Regions from separate parts of the Anser cygnoides genome. Here region 2 is linked to region 1. Evidence: chromatin contacts called from public Hi-C data. All regions are on one chromosome and are shown on one strand. Each heading gives the region's core, a stretch centred on a gene start, on an enhancer-like site or on the middle of the called end of the contact. The rest is flanking DNA. Distances are from core to core; before and after follow the strand shown.

Region 1 (3,999 bases), core at 1,235-3,734:
TATTTAACATTGTTGGAAGCTACAGTGTACTCGGCACAGATGCTGTTTGGTGCTCTCACCGTCTTTGCTTGAAGTCATACTGTGGCTCTTTAATGGGAATTGTGTATGAAACAAAAGCGCAGGAAAGTCACAAGATTCTAGGTCTGAATGGGTCAGGGATTTCAGGAGAGAAGCTATGGGAAAGATGAGCTAATTTTCTGAGTGATTAACCAGGAAATGCTCTTCTTTCCTAAACCAATGCTGTATTTCAGCAACAAGTGTGTCCCTTCTGGTGGGTATCTGTTACACATGACAGCTGCTGATCTTTTACATTTATGGAAAATTGTCCTGTTTTAATAATTTCTTTTTGATTCTAATAATATATGTAATGGTAAGTTATCTGTTGTTTTAGTACTTTATTTTAAGTAGGTCTTAAATACATTTTAACATATTAAATCTGATTGTATTTATATTGATAGTATATTTAAAGTTTTTAATAGCTATGCATTTGTATTTATGTTAATATACTGTTTAAAGGATAAAGTGGGCACAGTCTTTATTTATGTTAGGGAAATACATGTGAAAGAGCACAAAAACACAGATTTGTGTCATCTGTGTTCATGCTTCTTTTAAAATTAATTAGAGCCAGTCCTTTCACACAAGAAAGAAACAGAATTTATCAGGACCGCCTCAGCTATACCCTCCAGCACTTTATGTAGCTTTTAGCTGTGGTCAGGGTGTCCTAAGTGAACGTTGAGTGGTAGAACGAACCAGGGCAAAGCCTTTGATTATTCACCAGCAGTCCAAACTAGACAAATGCAATCTGAGGATGCTTTTAGGTCAAGGCTAGTGGGAGTGTTACCATACTGGTTGTCCTCAGTTTTGTTATCCTGTATCGTATATTACAGGATATATGTGCAGTACAATTTCAGTTGACATGAATAGTGAAGGGATAGGTGGTTATGTTCAAGTCCTACTTCTTAAATGAAAGTATATGGAAACCATTTGTACATGAATGAGAGTATCTGGGTAGTTAAAAGGAAAAGTTTTTCAATAACATTGCTGCAGCTTGTCGCCTAAGTTTGGTTTCATGCCCTACAGCTGACATGGCTTGAGACTGTTGCATAATATGCTGTGGAAATTGTGGACGATCTGTGTCCTGTAGGAGTTGGTGCCATCAATAGTAGCGGGGTTTGACAGCAGCAGACTAGCCCTCACAGACCAAGGTGTAAGGAGATGGACTTAAAAGGATTTCAGCCTTATCAAACTGGAGCTGCTACCTCTTTAATTCACATACACTACAAAGGGAACTTCTTAGCTTACCTTTCTTATTCCTGCTTGCCACCAAAAGATTTGACCCTTTTGGAGATTTAAGATAGGGGAATCTCAGGGTCTTAGATAATGCTCTGTTGTTCTAAAGGCAAATTACGAAATCTTTCATATTAGAATTTTTTAGTATGCTGATTTAGAAAGGCCATGGAGCTGGCTCTCCTGATGTACATCACTTTCAGAACACACATGGATGTAAGCTCCCTTCATTCTTAACCAGCTCACCCTGACGTAGGGAGAGAGCACAGGAGAAAGGGCACTCGCTAGCTTAGGAAATTAGTATATTGCTGCACAAGGCCTCACGAGTCTCAGGTGGCCCTCTAGATTGAAGGTCTAGTGCTTCAGCACCTTAATGTGGATCTAGTTCAGTCAGTAAATAATAAAAAGTAACTTCTGTAGCAAAACCTTGTTTTTAACTATATTCTTGTTAATGGGAACACAGTGCAATTTTGTTTACCTCGCGGACCTTCTTTTATCGTCCTGCTCAGGCAGCGTGGTTGCACCAATCTGCAATAAATTAAACTTTCAAACTGAAATATGGATGTTGCACCTATATTTTCTTTCTTTTGATTTACAAATGATGTATTATCATAGTTGGAAAAAGTCCTTCGTGTTTCAGCAGTTCCTCCTGCCACTTTTATCGGCATACACCCCTTACCCCTGGAACCACGTTCTTATTTTTAAAAGCGGAGCAATTCTTCCTTGTGTAACCTTCTACTTTCAAGGAGTTACTCCAGGGAGTAGTTTAGCTGTACGCGTAACAACAACAACAACAACAAAAAAAAGTTCGTTAATCTCCGCTTTCTTGAAGGTGCTTTTTCACCTGCCCGGATCATACGCTTTCTGCAGGCCGGGCATTGTTTTCACGTTCGTGTCTGAGTGCCCTCCTCGAGCACCACTCCATCGCGCGCCCGTTCACCAGTTTCCAGTTGCAACCTTACTTTGAGGTTATAGGTCTGACCTGCAGCATTATTCACCTCTCGGTGATGTCAGAGGAGAGTAACAGTTGAATTCCAGACCTCTGACATCAGCCTGACCTGAAGCCTCGCAGCAAGCAGCGGCCAGAAAAGGGCTACCGCTGCCTCTCGATGGGCGGCAGCGGGGGGAAGGCCGGGGGAAACGCGGGGAGCCCGGCGGGGCCGGGCCGGCGGGGCGGGAGGGGGCGCCCGGGAGCGGGGCCGGGGCCGGGGCGGGCGCTCGGCGCTGCTCCACCCTCACTTTGTGGCAGCAGGTAGGAGCCGCGAGCCGGGAGCCGCGGCCGCCTCGCAGCCCTCCCGCGCCCGGCGCTCGCCCACGGGCGCTGCTGCGGCAGGAAGGCGGCTCCGCGCCCGCCGCGGGATCCGGCCGCCCCCGGCCATGGTCGAGCAGCCCCGCGGGGCTCGCCGCGGCCGCGCTGCCCGTGCCTCGGCTGCCGCCCCGCGCCGCGCCTAGAGCCGGTGCCCGCACGGGCTGCGCGGGGAGGGAGCCCCGGGAAGTCCGCGGGAGTTCTCCCGACAGGGGGCCGGCTTCTTTCCCGAGGCCGTGGGTTGCATGCGGACGCTTCACTTGCAGCCATGCCTGCCCCGGGAGCTTTCTGTCTGCGGTAATTTTCTCCCTTTGATCTCGCTGGATTCTCCGTCGGGCTGTGGAGCGCCACTCGCACCTACCTGCCTGCTGCATGTGCGTGAGGCGGCTTGTCTTCCGCGACGTCTTTTTCAAGGGTTCCTTATTTTTAAGAACAGATTGCCTTTCTAAAAAGGAGCAAGAAGACCCGAACCAAACATCGTCGGACGCACATGGTTTCCTTAAGCTACTGGAAGTAACTTTTTCTGGGATTTGTAGAAGCCTTTCCATCTGTCCCAGCCCCTGCGGGTTGCAGCAGGCGTGCTGCCTAACAGGTTTGCAGATTTTTTTTTTTTTTTAATCACTTCTTCTCTTCACAGCAGAGTGAGCGCTCTAAATTTTTGGTTGCACGTACCCCCTGTGTAAAGTCTCCCAGTTATGAAGGCTCCTCGATACGTTTCATGTGACTTTGGGGAAGACCATGGAACTTTATGGTTTTTTTATTTTGTGGGGCCTTTAGTTGGGATCTTCTTGGAAGTGGTAATACCGGAACTCGTAGCGTGAAGGAAACAAGATATGCGGTAACTTTTTGCTTGATACCTGCTTTGCTTGGTGTCTAAGCTTTTAGCATGTTTTGGGGCCTTCTTAAAATCTCCTGGGAACTTGAAACTATGAAGAGAAGCTTCGTACTTCAATAATTATCCTTGGGAATTGCACCCAAAGTCAGACCGAGCCTGGATTGTTAGGAGAAAACTAGAACTGATCTCTAAGCCTGAATGAAGCATTTCTGGCACAGGAAGGATGGAAGGGATTGATTCGCTTTGGAAGGGAACAATACAGTAGCAAACTTTTGTTTTTACCACAAATGCAAGAAATACCTCCTGCATAATTTTTAAGAAGGATACCAGTAACTGTAGACAACATTCAACTTTAAGAGCATGAGCGTATATTGTGGAAGAGATGCCTTGCTGGCAAGAAGGAGATGTGTCTCTCAAGCATGTGTGAGATGGATGTTTTGAACCTGGCGATCTTCCTAATTCTTGGGAAGGAGACACCAGGACGTTGCGTCCATGGAGGAACCTCCCTGTGCCTCCTCTCTGCGGACCTGACGAGTTCTTAATGCTGCGGGAGATTCCTCTGTGTCTGAAC
Region 2 (4,381 bases), core at 741-3,240, 54 kb before region 1:
CTTGCTGCTCCAGGGAGTGTGTCTTTAAATCCTGCCTTGGCTTTTGATCATTAACACCTGCCTCTATTCACAGGAATCAGGTTACTTTTTAACTGTTTATAGTCCTTTTTATCTTTTATTTCCCAGCATTGACAAAACAATGTTGTTAGAGACAGGATACTCCAAGGTAATGACTTTGTTCGTTGTCTTTCAAGTCTGTTCCGAGATGTTCTTATCTGGTAACTATTATCTTCTTCCTGGCGACAGCCATCATAAAAGTAGAGCTATACAAGCATATAATAACCACTCCTTCAGTCATGATAAAAGTTATACTCTTTCAGCATACAATAATAATAAAAATATTACATAATATCTCCATGGCTTTTACATCCTCAGTGATCTGTACACCCAGAGAACTGTGCATGCTCTGACATACGCCAGCTAACGCACCCATGCTGTCTGAGCTAGAAGTTCTTTTCCTGTTGCCCATGATGCTAGGAGGGTTGATGCACACATAGTTCCTTCAAAAACAAACAAAAAAAAATGAAAGAAATTCACCTTTCTTTTGCTGTTGATGCTTGTTTTCAGCTTTGATCTTTTTACAGTCACAGTTTTATTTATTTTTGATTTTATGAGAAAAAGCTGCCTGGAGTGCTGTGGTATTGTTGAAGATATCTGATGTTTCCTACTCATTTCTGTGACTGCTCTTAATTCATAGTTTGTCTTATTTTGTTAGACTTCTCTACAAATCTTAATGCTTTCCTCCACTTTCATGGGAAAGGTGATGCTTCATGTTCTTGCATTCTGTGAAGGAGGATCTCTCACTGGGGTGGTTGTTGCCTTTGTGGCAAGAAGATGCTTCATCTGTCCTTGTCTGTAGGTGTGGCTAGTGCTGATTTATGCATTGGTGTTGTTAATGCCTTTTTCTGGGATCTAACTTCACAGTTTCAAAAACATTCCATTTGTTGGTTTGGGTCAGCATGGTCCTAGGGGTGTTACAGGCCACCTCTCCATGAGTCACATTGCTTCACCCTTCATTTCTTTCCATGTGCTGTGTGAGCACATTACACAGCACAGGGCCAAACATGGGTCCCTTTGGGACTCCCTTTCTCACAAAAAATAACCGGTTACGTTCTGTTACTGTTTCTTGCTTTTCAAGAGTTGCTGTTTCTCAAGAGGAGCTTCCTTCAAGTCTTTGGTGAGCAACCTATAAAAAAAAAAAAAAAAAGCTATGAAAATCCAAATCCACTGTCAGCTTTGTGAGCTGTATCTACTTGTTCAGTGGTGCCTCCAGCAAGCTCTAGATATGTGACATGCGACCTCCCTCCACAAAAGCCATGTTGACTCTTCCCAAGTGCACTGTATTTACCCTTGCACCAACTGTGCAGTCAGTGGCTTTGTACAGAAGTCAGACTTGAGAGGTTTCCCACATTCGCCCCAGAGAGCTTTTTACAAAATTGATACCGAGTTTGCCACCTTTCATTCCTCCGGCACCCAAGCCAATGTAAGCAATAGATTACGCATCTCAGTTAATCATTCACCTGGTGTGCATTTGGGTTGCTGTAGCAATGTTGGGTATTATCTAGTCCTGCTGATTAGTTGCTCTTCGTTCCTAGCAGATAGTTCTACAGCTCCCCTGCTGAAGTTTCCACATTAATCTCTCCTTGTGCCTTGTCCCTTGTAAAACAGGGGTAGGTCTCGCAACTTCTTTTTCTCTGTGTGCTCCTCCAATGATCACCAGTGTGTAGATAGTTTTGACTTTCTGCTGTGATCTTGCTTATCTATCAGACCTCCGAGGTGTTTGAAAAAAGTCTTCATAGTTTTAGTCTCTTAATAGGGCATTTCTTGAAAACTGCATGATTGCCTTGTTTTTACTGTTTTTTAATTGAGATTCACATTTGGCTCCTCTCAGGTTTGTGTCCTTTGGAAACGTTTCCCCTATTTGAAGGATGTCATTGTATTTCTAAAATCGTACTTTCATTCACCAACTCTGCCAGCTCTTTCTGATCCTTTTTGATGTGTTTTATCTTACATTGACTAGCATATTTAATTGAGCATCGCATCAACTGCAAGCTTTTTTTTCAGTTCTCTTCCTTTCACTTTCTCTTGAAGTGTATAAAAATGAATCTTTTCCCCTTTCTGAAACAGACTTCTACTGCAGTGGGAAACTTTTCGCCTTTAAATATATTTTTGACTTCTACTGTGCAATGATCGCTGCAACAAAGCGATTTTTCAGTTACTCTGTTTTGGAGCAGCTTTGTGCATGCTTAGGACCAAAGGAAGAGTTATATGTCTTTTGTATTATTTGGCTGGTACCATCAAGAAGCAGCTGATCATTTCTAAAAACATAGCCTTTGTCTAATGTGTTATCATGATGCTTATGTATTTTATGTGGAAGCAATGCAAGTCTCCCATTGCAATTTCTGCCCTTGCAGCCTCTCTGAATCTCTTTCAGCCTGTCGTGGATGTTGCTGCTGCCATGCTTCTGTGGTTGTAGTGTATCCCTAGTACCATCCAGTTTCTCTCTAGGCTTGGGATTTCGGTTCATGCACTTCTTGCAATGTGTGTTGATGCTGGCAACTCTTGGCCTCACGATTTCACCTTCACTTTTTCTTGGAACAGACAGGACTTTGTTAGATCAATCTATTCTGGTCTTCCTACAAAGCTTCTACTCTGAAATCTAGGCTACCACTGATAATCTCCCTTGTGCCAAGTTTATAAGGTGCTGTTAAGCCAACATACTCCTTTATCCTGGCTCTTCGTGTCCTCTAGCCTTGGGAGCACAAGTCTGTTTATCTTCATCTCAGTGCCAATTTTTGTGCACCCTCCTTAAATTTGGCTTAACTTCTTGAGGCTATCCTGTGTCCTAACCTGAATTTTATTGACTTGATCCTTACTGTTTTTGTAAGATTACAGAGTTTGTGGCTTAACTCTTAGAAGATATGTAGAGCTTAGTGATATGGTTTAGTGGATAACTTGTTAGTGTTAGGTCAGAGGTTGGACTCGGTGATCTTGGAGGTCTCTTCCAGCCTAGACGATTCTGTGATATGCTCCTGTACTGAAACACTCTTGTATTTATTCTCCCCAGTTTTTGAGACATCTCCCGTAACATTTCATCTGAAGTGCCAGGAAAAACAGGTTCTGTTTTGATTTAGATGAAGACCATTCTTTTACAGACCATGGCTATTCAAAAAATCCCCCCAGATCCTAATAGATACTAATCATATTCAACATTTCATTGTTCTTGATCACACTTCAGTGCTTTTCTGATTTCCTGAGCAATTTTACAAGTGGAACATGAAGCACTCCAGAGAGTGCTACCACACACAGATGTTCTTCACACTGTGTGAATCCTAAGTGTCTTCAGCTTCTTACCCAACAGCTTAAATTTTCCTTACTGGATTTTCTTTCCATGCCCTATTGTTATTATCCCATAGACCAACCTTGCCTTCTGTCCAGGGCTTTCTGAGAAGCTGTCTAGACACAGTGTGAAGTGACGTTTTTAACAGGTCAGGCAGGTCCTTGCTACCCTCACAAACCAGGTAACATCAGCTAGGATAACCTGGATTGAGGGGAGCACCAGGCCACCCTCTGGAGCTTACCTGCTGGATAGTTTCACCCTCCTCAGTTTGCTTCCTGTCTGCCCTGAAACATTCCTTCGAAACTATGTGGGTTGTAGCCTGGAGCTGAGACTGCTCTTTGATGTTTCTTGTCTTAGCTTTGTCTGCCTGAGCTGCTGGGGCTCGGCTGGTCCGGCATCCAGGCGGTGCTTCTCCTCTGAAGCCTGCAACCTGCCTGCCCGCATGCAGCCACATGCTGGGAGCCCAGGGGCAGGCCAGTTGCTGTAGTAACCAGGAAGCCCCTGCACTCCTGAATTTTCACCTGTGCTTCATTTTGTTTGCATTGCTCTTAGCCCCTTTCCCCAGCATGCTATTTGGCTTTCCCTGTCTTTCCCTTAGCTCCTGTCTTGTCCTACTGTTAACATACACTACAATTGTTTTTTTAACGTCTGGGGAGTTAAGCATTTGTAATCCTATTGCCTGTTCCCCACTCCCCCCCCACCCCCAACTTCTGTTTCAGCCAGACTGCTTTGAACTTCTGTGCATTTAAATGTGGCACTTTGTTACTGCAGCTCTGTTTCTTAAAGAGTTGTGTCCCCTCTGCTATAGCTGTACATGCTTGGAGTTTATCCAGGTAACCAGATTGGTAGGGACTTGCCCATCACATTTATGTCACTGCTGGCACATGTTCAGATAATAACCTCACTAAATAAGATACTATTTCAGATCTCCCTTGTATCATTTTATTGTAGCACAGACCAAACCATCATTGCCATCTTTCTAGGCAGAGATCTACCTCTTTGTCATAGAGGTGTGTAAAGCTTGTCAGTGGTGACCTGTTT

The links. A called contact is a pair of places that touch in the nucleus more often than the background predicts.
Region 2: a contact with region 1 is called in a Hi-C map of liver, with 3 times the contacts expected there. The contact joins the enhancer-like site here to the promoter of RNF43 in region 1. A contact is called at or near these places in 2 of 7 Hi-C or Micro-C datasets (both in liver).

The regions. Positions count from the first base shown.
Region 1 is chr18:1,835,326-1,839,324 of Taihu_goose_T2T_genome, reverse strand. It overlaps RNF43 (ring finger protein 43), which reads left to right and starts at 2,484. Exons shown (of 12, transcript XM_013189322.3): 1 at 2,484-2,890; 2 at 3,030-3,185. The coding sequence starts at 2,839. HSF5 (heat shock transcription factor 5) reads left to right here. Exons shown (of 6, transcript XM_048068219.2): 6 at 1-1,844.
Region 2 is chr18:1,888,395-1,892,775 of Taihu_goose_T2T_genome, reverse strand. All of the region lies in intron 7 of MTMR4 (myotubularin related protein 4), which reads left to right. Among named protein-coding and RNA genes, the nearest start is that of HSF5, 23 kb to the right of the region's middle. Within about 2 kb of position 1,990, at least 2 of the 3 cell types and tissues checked have open chromatin away from gene starts, as enhancers often do. A contact at or near this core is called in liver, where this site is marked.